Regions from separate parts of the Anas platyrhynchos genome. Here region 1 is linked to region 2. Evidence: chromatin contacts called from public Hi-C data. All regions are on one chromosome and are shown on one strand. Each heading gives the region's core, a stretch centred on a gene start, on an enhancer-like site or on the middle of the called end of the contact. The rest is flanking DNA. Distances are from core to core; before and after follow the strand shown. Region 1 holds the start of CREB5 (cAMP responsive element binding protein 5). Region 2 overlaps CREB5 (cAMP responsive element binding protein 5).

Region 1 (5,932 bases), core at 2,276-4,775, 150 kb after region 2:
ACAAGTTACGAAGTCTCAAATCATTGCGATACTTACTCATCTCAGGGAGGACTCTGCCCACACAAAACTAAAAGTTTCAGTACTTAAAATTACCTTCTAAAGGCAACGTGAGATTTCCTCCGCCTTATCAACTCCAGAACAAACTCCAGCTCTCCCAGAAACAATCTTTTACAGAAGACTCCCCTCAGGCGCTCAGGATAAACATAAGCAGTTGCAGTGTATTTTAGATTCACAAAGTGAGGAAGCGAACATCAAATTAAAAAGCACATACTACTCTTTATCTATGAAAATAGTTCTGATAAATGGTGATATATATAAAATGGCAAATACAATCTCACCGCTATCTTTTATACTATCTACATACGCAGTTTGCTTCCCTTTTATATTAAATTAGCAGAAATAGAGTTCGATTAATTGAAGCTAAAAGATGAGCAGATATTTTGAATAGGGGGTTCTGATTGTTCTAAATGTGTAAAGTTTTACAAATCCTGCAGTTGTAACTTCTGGAGGAGTGCCATTCAATATTCAAGAGTGGCAAACAGAGCTTATTGCTTTTTTTATAGGTTAATGTGAAACTTTTTGATATTAACCGATAGCCTGAGAGTCTCCAATTAAAACAGTAACACTTGGAGATGGCAGCAGTTTCTTTTTTATGCCATAAATTAATTATTTCTATTTCTTGCTTCAGTGCATTTTAAGTTTTGAGACTTTGATGATCTCAACAGATGCAAACAAACATAAATCCCATCTAAGTTAACGGGGCAGCAAAAACATCCCAAAGTCTGTGGGCAGCAGTAGGTATCAGCTCTTCAAGGTCCACGTGTGATGAAGAGGAATGAGAAATCCCTGGTTAGTTATCATAAAAACAGGCTCCTTACCATTATCTGTAGAGTACAACGAGGTCCAAGTCGCTTTGTTCAACCACCACACCAACTGCTCTTTCTAATTCGTGACTTAAAAAAAATATTAAAAAAAAAAAAAAAAGCCACACTTCCAAACACTTCCCTTTGCCAGTGATAGCTGAGGGAAAAGCTACCCAGAGCTTTTAGGCTTCAGTAACGAAGGCCATCAGAACCGTGCTTCATTAAGGGGGTGGAAAACAGCACAGTCAAGAGTCAGGTCCCAGGGTGCAGTGTTTTGCCCCTCTCGTCCTCTCCTCCGGCTCACCGGGTCTTTGAGTAAATGAGGCTAATTTTTCCAGTAGCCTTTAACTCCCCAGATTAACCGGCATGGAAAATGTGACTAAAAACTCGCAGCGCTGTCTAGCCTCCGAGCCAGCACAGAATCAACTTTGTTGGAAGTGTTGAAGGACACCTAGCAAGCTGCTACTTGCTGGGTTCATAACCCAGCGCTGGATGTGCACACACAGCGCAGGACTGCGCCATCTAGTTCGCTGCCGGCAGCCCCTGCCCTGCCCTGCCCTGCGGGGAGGGGACGGACGGACGGACAGACGGACGGAGGGATGGATGGAGGGATGGATGCCTCAGGATGCGGGGCTTCAGCACTTGGCAGCGTTCCGTTCGCTAACGATACAAGTGTCTTGTGCGTGCGTGGTGGTTTTTTTTTTTTTTTTTCATAAAATATCGCCACCGAGATAATCCACGTCCCGTGGATATGGGAAAATTTAGGCTATAATAGCGCGGCGAACTTGTGCATCTATCTTTGATTTACAAGATAAAAGCAACTTTTAAATTAAAGAGCCTTTCTGCTAATCGAGCTTATTATGCCAGAGACGGGAATGATTTTCCTAGAAAGTTGTCCCTGTGTGCATGCCTATTATCTTTGCTTTCCCCCTTCCACTAATGAGCATTTATCTAAAGAGCCTGTTAATCCTCTGATGTGTGCTTCTGGTCAGAGGTAACAGTTTGAATAAAACCACTAATCACTTATCACTAATCACTGATCATTAATCACACTTCTCCCCGGTGCTTTGCGACCTGCACAGCTCCCCTTGGGATTAAGGAGTCACAAATAAGGATTTTAGCCATTTCTTAGGAAGAATTCCCAGCTTTTGATACCGGCAACCGCATTCACCACATGAAAGTCACGAAATGCCAGGCGGGGGCTTTCATACACCGTACACTTTCCTACTGAAAATAAACCATCCTCTTAGGAAAGCCTCCCTCCTCCCGCAAAACCCCCACGAATTACGCTTCACTTTTGCCTTCGGCTCTCACCCTCCGACTCCCAAATTTCTTACAGCCCGGTTTCTGGATTATTTCTGCGTGACAGTTCCTTACAAGAAAGTTTCCCTCCACCGCTGCTGCTTGACGCACTGCTCCTTGTCCAAACGGCCAGACGGGGAAAGTCTGGTGCAAGCCAGCGGGTGAGGATCTCTGCAAACTGCACGGTCTCAAGGCAAAGCCCCAGCGAGATGCTTCGCAGCAATTAGCAGCCTTCCCCCCGAGCTTTGATTGCATCGGGCTAAGCACCGCTTCTCGCCGATAAAATATGGAAATCTTTTAAGCTGGCCGCTCAGCAAACTCCTGATATCGCTCTGGGGTTTCAAAGAAACGCACATTTTCCCCTTTATTCCTACCCACTCCTTCGCACGACCTCCCTCTTTCCGACTGAGCCCCGGAGCCGAGGGATCGCTGCCGGTGCCGGGACACAAATAATGGAGCAGGCAGAGTTGAGCGGGTCTCCCCCCACACCCCCGCGGCTCTCAGCCTCCCCAAAACTCCTCCGGGGGCACAGAGAGACCCCGGGAAGAGGCAGGGGGCGCGGAGCTGGCCGGGGGGCGACGAGCGGGGCTGGAAGTGGGGTCAGTGTAAGGGGGTCCTCTAAGGGATCTCCCCCGCCCCGGTGCCGGCGGCATCCCAGCGGAGCATCCCCGGGGGGCACCGGCCCGCGGCGTGACGTGAGGGCCGGCACCGGGATCTCCCCGCGGGCACGGCGGCCGAGGGGCGCCCACCGCTGCTAAAGTCGCCCAGAAGTTTTGGGGAGCCGGCGGGGAGCTGGGGGCAGCTGTCAGCGCCGGGCAGCGCCTTCCCCATCCCATGCCACCCCTTTCCATGCCATCCCCATCCCGTGACACCCCGTCCCGTGCCGTGCCATGTTATCCCGTCCCATCCTACCCCATCCCGTGCCATGCCATCCCATCCTACCCCATCCCGTGTTACCCCATCCTACTCCATCCCATCCCATGCCACCCTACCCGATCCTACCCTACCCCATCCCCATCCCCATCCCCTCCCCTCACATCCCATCCCCAGGTGCCGTGCGCCCCCTGCCCCGCCGCCGCTGCCCTGCCCCTCGGGGGTCGCGCACGCCCCCTTCTCCGCGCTCCGTCCCGCCGGAGCACCAACCCGTGCGGCGGCGGCGGGCGGGGGGGGGCTGCGAGAAGCGACCCCCGGCGCGGAGCCGTGCGGGGCAGCGCGGTGTTTGCAGGAACTTACCGCCCGGCACGGCGCGGCGCGGCGCGGCGCGGCGCGGCGGGGACGGGACCGGCGGCGCGGGCGGAGGAACCACGTTGTACTGAGGGAAGGTTACAATGCGTGCTATTTACAGCACCATTACATCACCCGCCGTGACGTCACGTGGGATTCCTGAACTTCTAAATCATTGCGGGCCGGCGCGGGGGGGGGGGGGGGGCGGAGAGGGGAGGGAGAGGAGGGGGACGGGGAGAGAGGGAGAAGGCGGGGTCTGCATAAGCCAAGCCCCCGCGGGGTGAGTCATCGGGAAGGGAGGGCACGCCCCCTGCCTGCCCCCCTTCACCCCCCCACCCCCGCCCCGTGGGGACGTCTGTCCTGCCGGCCGTCTGTCCGCGGTGGGCAGCTTCCAGAAGAACTTTTTCTTTTCCTTTTTTTTTTTTCCTTTCCTTTTTTTCCTTTTGTTTTTTCTTTTTTTTTTCTCTTTTTTCTCTTTTTCCTTTTCCGTTTTTTCTTTTCTTTTTTCCTTTTTCTTTTTTTCTTTTTTCCTTTTTTTTCTTCTTTCCTTTCTTTCTTCTTTTTTATATTCTTATATTTTTTATATTTTTTCCTTTCTCCTCATTCCTTTTTCCTTTTTCCTCTTTTCCTTTCTCTTTTTTTCCTTTTTCCTTTTTCTTTTATCTTTTTCCCTTTTTCTCTTTTTTCCTTTTTCTTTTTCTTTTTCTTTTTCTTTTTCTTTTTCTTTTTCTTTTTCTTTTTCTTTTTCCTTTTCTTTTTCTTTTTCCTTTTCTTTTTCTTCTTCTTCTTTCCTTTTTCCTTTTTCTTTTTTATTTTTTCCTTTTTCTTTTTTTCTTTATTCTTTATTCTTTTTCTTTATTCTTTTTTCTTTTTCCTTTTTTCTCTTTTTATTTCTTTTTCTTTTTTTATTTGTCTTTTTTCATTTTTCTTTCTTTTTTTCCTTTTTTTCTCTCTTTTTTTTTTTCTTTTCTATTTTCTTTTCTATTTTTTTTCCTAGAAATAGAGGAATCTCCAAAAAGGGGATACATAGCAGAGGGGGAGACACACCCCACCCACCCCTCTTTGCCCAGCCCTACATGTGTTCTGCCAGCCCCACAGCACTGCCCCTGGGGTGGCAGTGTGCCTTCCATCCCCTTACTCCCCCAGTGTAAAACCCCTTTTGGGGTTTGCTTGTGCCCAGAGCTTATCCTGGCTCATAGAGCTGCAGCCCCGAGCCCACAGGTTCCCCTCACACAGAGATGCTGTGCCTGAAGGGACACACGGGCATCAGCCGGGTGCTTGCTGCTCCGGTGCCAGGGCCCCGCTTTATTTCCCTGCAGGGCTTTAGCCCCTGGCGTGAGCAGTGAGGAAACCTCAGCATTACAATGCAGGCTCTTGGGATCTGCACAGGCGCTGCTGGGTTTGGCACTCAGTTAACACAGGAGAGAGTGATACAGCAGGCAGTGCCACAAGCAGGAGCTACATCACAAATGGCAGTAATACGGGGCGCTACTCCCAGGTGTACCCTTCTCCTCAGGGTATCTAATAGTTGTCCTCAGCACTGGCACTTTATGCAGGATTTAAGCAGGTAGAAGTAGATCCTATCAGTGACTATCAATAGGTTTCGAGCTCATTCAGCTGCTTAGGGTAAGGCTCGGTGATGCTGTCCCTAGAAGAGTTTTGCCAGGTGTTATCCCTGCAAACTGCACATCAAGGCGTGCAAGGCATCTTCCTTCTGAACATCCCAAAATGATAAACTATGGCGATGACTAAACTAAGAATCACAGTTACTTCTGCCACACGGGAAGGTTTTTAGTATACAGAAGCACCACGGAGTTATTTAAGGACGTGGCAAAAGATTTAAGGGCAGGAAGCAGCTCTGCATCTCTCGTTGGAATATCACCACACAGTCTGGGTACCTGCACCTTTCACAGACGCACAGCAGGGCTATCTCTTACTGTGACTTTTCCTGTGGTGGGCACAGCAGTTCCTTCTGCAGGTTTCTCTCTGAGACCAAAATGAAACCCACGATGGAGAATTCAGCTGCCAGAAAAGGGTAACAGGGCCCAACCCCTCAGATACCCATGTAGTTGGGATGTTATGGCAAACTGGACACACGTAGAAGAAAAACAAATGCTAGATGGAATATGAGCCATAGTTTCATGTTACTGACCTACTGGTGTGGCTTTCTTACAAATGATATTACAGACCACCAGTGACAGATTATAGTGATTAAATAAGACTTTGGGTGTGCAGTGCACTTTAACTTAAGAAATTGCATTTAAAGTCCCTGACTTGACCACTCTGCATATCTTTTCGCCCTGTCCAGAGTGTTCGTGGAAAAAGACTTTAACAGCAAGATGAAACAAGACCACTGCCTGAGTCAGATCAGTCCTGTTACGTGCCCCAGACCTATTTGGACAAACGCCTGCCACTCACTCGAGCAGCCGGGTAGCTCGCTGCAGCGCTCTGAGTGTCTGCCACGGGAAGGGGGTGACGAATGCTCTGGTACGTGTCAGCGCTGGTTTTCACTGACAGCAGAGCAGAGTGACTCTGGATTCCTG
Region 2 (6,029 bases), core at 1,611-4,110:
TGGAAAAGAATGACTATCTATTATCTCTAAACATACTCAAAACAAACAGACCTCTCACACACTCATTCAGATCTTTCAGGACTCTAAGAGGAAAATACCTGCCTTTTACTGACATTAAAGCCAGAGTTACACCATCAGTTTTACTGTGATGATAAACAAAAGAGAAAATATTTCTAACTTCACTTCCACATTCTGTGGTGCAGGATACTGCATTACTTTCAAGACTAGTTTCTAAGAATTGAAATGCACGGCTTTTCTAATCTGACATCAAATGCAGAATCAAATCTACCTAGAAAACATTCACGTGCTTGAAAATACATTGCGGTAAGAACATATTCTACACAAATTGTGCCTGCTGGATTTGCACTTGGCAGCACTCATTTTCTGGGACACCCTCTAACGTGTAGAGCCTGCTCCTTCCACTATGCAAAACCAAGGTGTTCATGCTTGTCCTCACTGACTATAGCCCATGTCAATGAGGCACTTCTGTGAATTCTTTACTGAAAAATACCACTGCCATGCTGGCATCCCTGCTGACTTTTCACATAAGGGTAGAAGACAAACTTTTTGTTGAGAAATGAACCACAGTAAGCTCAATTTTTAAAATCCCAACAAAATAGATTTTAATACATTTAAATGAGAAAAAAAAAAAAAAAGAAGAAAAAAAAAAAAGGATTTATTATGGAAACAGGATAAACAAATTAAAACAATGATGACTAACTCATCTGAGAACCTGCAGAGTTCACTTTATAGCCCAAGATTCCCTCTAACCTGAGTGGAAACAACTGTGAATTCAGCTGAATAGCTTTAATGCAAAAGAAGTAGCACCTGGATCAGTTTCCCAACTTAACTGGGATGTTACTTGCATTCTTTATGTTTCAAACCCTGGGATTTTACCATTTCTCTCCTTTCTTCCCCAAATTTTCCCTTTGTTTCTTCCTTCCATTCAAAGTGAATTTAGTTTCTAGGATTTTGAAGTTTTCTACTGTTTTTGTCCTCCATGTTCATGATTCTGTGTGTTAATTATTCTGCACAGAGATGCCAATCTGAATTCAGCTTGAAACCACTTCAGGGCTTATATATTGTTGTAATTGCTTCATAACTGGAACATATGCCTCACCACCCCGCACGTCAATAGTTGCAACATCATTTTTTTTCTGGCTTTTACCAATACAATTTTACCTCTTTCATATTTGTCCAGATTGCTGCTGCAAAGACCTTTTTGCTAACCCTTTGCCTTGAATATGCCAGCTGTCTCATTGTCCCTTAATTAACTCAATCTCTCCTCCTGAGAAGCTACTTTCTTTCATTTTCATGACCTGTGGTAACCATCCTCCCCACACTTTCCCTAACCTGTTTTCATTAATATTAAAAGTCAGCTCCAGATCAGTCCACCACGCCATCCTAATGCCTCTCAGTGCTTCTGGATAGCCAGCCACCTTCCTGACGCATCATTATTTAAGAATGCTTGCACCTTGAAATCAAGCAGACCACTGCAGAAGCTTGCTGTCAGCCTGTGACCACTTACCACTATTCTCAAGCCTTCCTTCTACATTGCCGTATTGGGCTGATGAACTGCTGCTGCTTCTAGAAATTTTTATTAGTCCCCCCAGGCACAGTCTTGCATTTTTTAATATTGAATTTCATTCCATCGCCATTAGTTCAGTACTCAAAGCTCATCCAGGTTTTTTCTTGTTGGATTTTTTTCCCCTCCTTTTTTGTATGATATCCAGGTCCTTCTCTGTATTGCCAATGTCTCCAAACCCTGCGTCACCAGCAGTACTTGTTATACTTACATTACAGTCATTAAAGAAAATGTGAAACAAAATCAGGTCTGTACTGAACACCACATAGCTCCACACAGAACCTCCTCCAACCTAATGCCTTCCTCTTCAAACCATCCTGGTTCTTTCCCCTCCAGCAAACCCCGTTTTTACACAAGCTAGATGAAGCCTACCTGCCCTGTTTCCTAGAGGAGATTCTCCCACATTAGCTGTGGTTCTTGAGCAGCCCACAGCTGTCAACAGCTTTTACTGAGTGCACATTTGTCAGCATGAGTAACAATGCAGGACAAAGAGTTTGCCTCTGTTTACCAATTCGTTCTTTACTTCAAGAGCAGCCATGCCTGAAATTTCTCTTAGCTGACAGAAGGGGATAAGCAACCTTTCGGAAAGGTTTTAAGAGGAGAAATGTTGTAATTACAATGTAAATAAGTAGTATGAATACTACCGAAATGTTTAAGTCACATTTCAGATGTCTTCTGACTCTCACTGCTGTATCAGAGGAATTTTACATCCGTGCCCCAAAGAACTGAGAAGCCCTCTGTGTCATGCTATCCTGTGCTTACCACACTCATTACTGGGAAGTATCATTATGCAGAACTTTGGCATTCCTAAAAGAGATTTCAGGAATGCCACAGCAAAAATGGATGGTTTGTTTACTTGATTAATGCCACGATCTATGATTACAAATCTGTCTACTGTAGCTTTCACAGGAAATTATTTCAAGAACTTCACTTCTGGGTGTTGCTTAACATCCAGTACCGACTCCACTATAAACTCACACACATGATTTATCTGGTGGCCAGCATGTGTGGGAGGAAAGATCTAGGAGTCTGACAAGACTCTTTACTCCCTGTAACTTTCAGGCCATCACATGTAGAAATCTAGACTGTTTCACTCCTAAGCCTGTTTGTAAATTCTCAGCCAATGCAAACTATTAATATTGAGCTAAGTGAGTGCAAAATGAAAGTGATTAGGCACATACTTTAAAAAAAAAATTATACGCACATGTTTTACTAGCTCTAAATGTTAAACCAGCCGATTACATCATACCAACACAGTAAAAATGACTCCAATGTAACCAAGGGAACTGTTTTTGCTAAATAACAACTGAGTCCCTTCATTTAATCTGAATTCACACAAGATGCAAGTTTAGCTTAATCTCACTTCACAGAAATCTCATGCCGTAATTCCACGGTGGCTGTTCAGACCGGCTGGGATGCTCTTGCTGTTGGTTCGTAGGGCAAAGCTCTCTGGGGACTGTGGCAAGGCTTTCTCAGATGAGGGGCCCTTGTCTGTTGTATTTACTATTCTTGGTGGCCTGCCAGCAGCCCCAAATTTGGCAAAGTTCAGAGCACAATCTGCAGTTGCGTTGCTTGATTATTATTAATATTATTATTTTTATTGGTTCAGTTAATATGTTTCCACTTTGTTGTATCTTAATTCTGCTTTAGTTGTCAGCGTTGCCTAGTCTGTATCTCCAGCCTGAAGCAAGGTAAGGATGGGCCAGGGGCAGCCACCACAATTGTCATCTAACTGTTCCCCAGATTGGCTAGTAATATTCTTGTTCGTCTATATTTTAGAGACCAGTTCATGAAACCTCTATTTAGTTTCACCTGATTTCCCATCTGGTCAATGTTTTCATAGTGTTCAAACAAAAGGTATTAAATATTTGTAATCACGGTTAAAAGAAAAGGAAGCTGCAGATACCCAGAAGCATCTTCAGGGATTTAAACAAATGGTAGCTGACCAGGTAAACACAATGCAAACTCAGAGTTAATTCCAGGATGTGTCTGGTGTGATTTCATCTGCCTTACTGCTATGTTCATAATACACATATGTAGGGGCATGTATCTCACAAACGCACACTGAGATAATAGATAGTATCACACAGAAGACATTATACATTTATTATAAATGTAACTATGTAAAAAAGAAGAAGATGACTTAAAAAACTACTGCAGGATGAATGACATTAAAACTTATGTTTATAGTTGCATTTTCATTTTCATTCTATCCCCCCCCCCCTTTTTTTTTTTCAGATACTTTTAAAACCTTCCAAAACTATCCCTTTTTAGGCTGAAATACTGCAGGCCTGGTCTTTGCCAGATAATGAATATTTTAAAAAATATTTCCTTAAACCACTTTGTCTGTCTTTTATAAGGACAGTGAAAAGTGTAAAGAGTTCTTCAGTTAGAAACCCTGGGAACTGAAAGTTGAACTTTGCCATGAAAACAGTTCACTAAAGAAAAAAAAAAAAAGACTTTAGAGGGTATTGATAAAAGTTAGTTTTCATTTGGCAAAACTCTTCAGAGTTCTGTTTTGTTTAGGGCAATTATGTTTTCCACAAGTTTTCTTGCTAAGCTTTTAAATCATGCACCTAAGAAAAACAACTCTATTTTTCATTTCAGCTAACCTGGCTTCTATAAAATATTTATAGGGACTAAGAAAAAGGTCTGTAAACTGCTGTAAACTGCAGTGTTAGTGAATTTAGAAAGAAGCACAGATGAGAGAGACAGTCTGATATGCAGTCTGGAGCTCAGCTCTGCTAATTCACAAGAAATGTTTTCATACAAGAGCTTTCTGTTTTGTCTTCTTCACACATATATTTGATCTAATCTGCTGGCTCTCCCAGTCTACGATACCAATTTTATTCTTCCTGTTCTCACTTACTCAACATACTCCAGGCTACATCTGTGACCTCCCTGGTCTTTCTGCTCCCCTCCAACTCATCTCTTCCCTTCTAGTAAAAATACCAGGTCCTTGAGGTTTCTAAGTCTCTCTCTCTCTTTTTTTTTTTTTTTTTCTCTCTGTCTCTCTCTTTCCCTGAGAAGAAGATATCAATGCAGTTCACCAAATTATTATTTATCTTTTTTCAAATTCCACCAGCTCATATACTTCATAGTGCCTACCTGCACTGAGCTAATAAGCAGCAGAACCAGCACAAGTGACCATGTGAGTTATCTCCTCTGCTTACATGTAAATATTGAGATAAGTTATCTCACCTGCGCACAAATGTTCTCCTGCTCAGGAATCATGCTCTTACGCAGGAGTCTTGCTAACAAAATTATCCCATTTGGAAATAACCAGTTCCAATGTATCTTTACAAACTGCTTTAGGAAACATGTATTTAGCACGTGCCAGATAGCACTGCAGGCAGCAGGCTGAAAATAGACTAGCAGGTCAAAGCGATATAAATAGAATAAAATAACAAAGATCCATTTTTCATCAAAATAGTCTCAATGACTGAGAAAATTCAGAATTCATATGTTTTACAATATAAACTGTTGCTAAAAATGTTTTTCAAACATTTACCACAAGGTGCCAGCAGTTCTTTAATGCTTTTTTTTATTTTCAATTCTTGTTGTATATATTCAAACAGTGGTACAATGTGGCAAAGACTGCAGGGAGGAAAGTCACAGGAGTATTAATGCCAGGATCAGAGACTATTGACAGAGAACAAGATCCCAGGCACATAACAGTAACCTCAAAAGAAAAAAGAAGACAAAGATTGAGTTGAGTCATTTGTGCAAAGGTATGAAGCATGCCAGTTTGTGGTCATTTGGATTTTGTTTGTACTTTTGAAACCAGACCAATTATACTAGCCCAGACTACAGTCAGGATGCACAGCTACTAATGTCTGTTTTACCTAGATCTTATCCCCTACAAAAATTAGAGCAAATACCTTATACAATTTAGCTACAACCACTCTCTTTGGATTATAACCCTTCCCAACGTTGGGAGACTTACACAATATGGCTGCATAACTACATATTGGGGGATCTGACCTCAAATGAGAAAATGAGGTGTGTTATGCAAAGCCATCTGCCATTTGTAAATGTATTAATAATAAAATATCCATTAGGACTTATTGTAGGCAAATGGAATCATTTCTCAATTCACGTTGGCTGAATAGTGTTGATACTAGTGCTCACTTCTGTTAAGTTTAAACAACCATGTTGGTGACAATTTACCAATATTTAGTACCAAAAATAGACTTACAACAATGAAATCAGAATAATTCAGTACCAGAACAGCCAGACTTAAAAGAGGTTGCCTTCTCAGTCTGTTTTATTACATTTTCAATCATATAGCTATAACACGAAAGGTTATTACAAAAATGACCTGAAAGTATCCATACATGTTATATACACTCCATTAAGTCTTAATATTTTATACATATGCAGCTCTTTCCACTCAGAAAGGGTCACAAAGCAATTTACAAACAATATATGCAGAACTAACTTG

What was found. Hi-C and Micro-C count contacts between places; a contact is called where the count stands out from the background.
Region 1: a contact with region 2 is called in a Hi-C map of subcutaneous adipose tissue, with 2.2 times the contacts expected there. The contact joins the promoter of CREB5 here to the enhancer-like site in region 2. A contact is called at or near these places in 4 of 8 Hi-C or Micro-C datasets (F1 follicle, skeletal muscle, small yellow follicle and 1 more).

Annotation. Positions count from the first base shown.
Region 1 is chr2:123,845,514-123,851,445 of IASCAAS_PekinDuck_T2T, forward strand. CREB5 (cAMP responsive element binding protein 5) reads right to left here and starts at 3,526. Exons shown (of 11, transcript XM_038174831.2): 1 at 3,399-3,526.
Region 2 is chr2:123,697,746-123,703,774 of IASCAAS_PekinDuck_T2T, forward strand. The region is part of intron 5 of CREB5 (cAMP responsive element binding protein 5); the gene reads right to left. Among named protein-coding and RNA genes, the nearest start is that of CREB5, 150 kb to the right of the region's middle. Within about 2 kb of position 2,861, at least 1 of the 8 cell types and tissues checked has an H3K27ac peak or open chromatin away from gene starts, as enhancers often do. A contact at or near this core is called in subcutaneous adipose tissue, where this site is marked.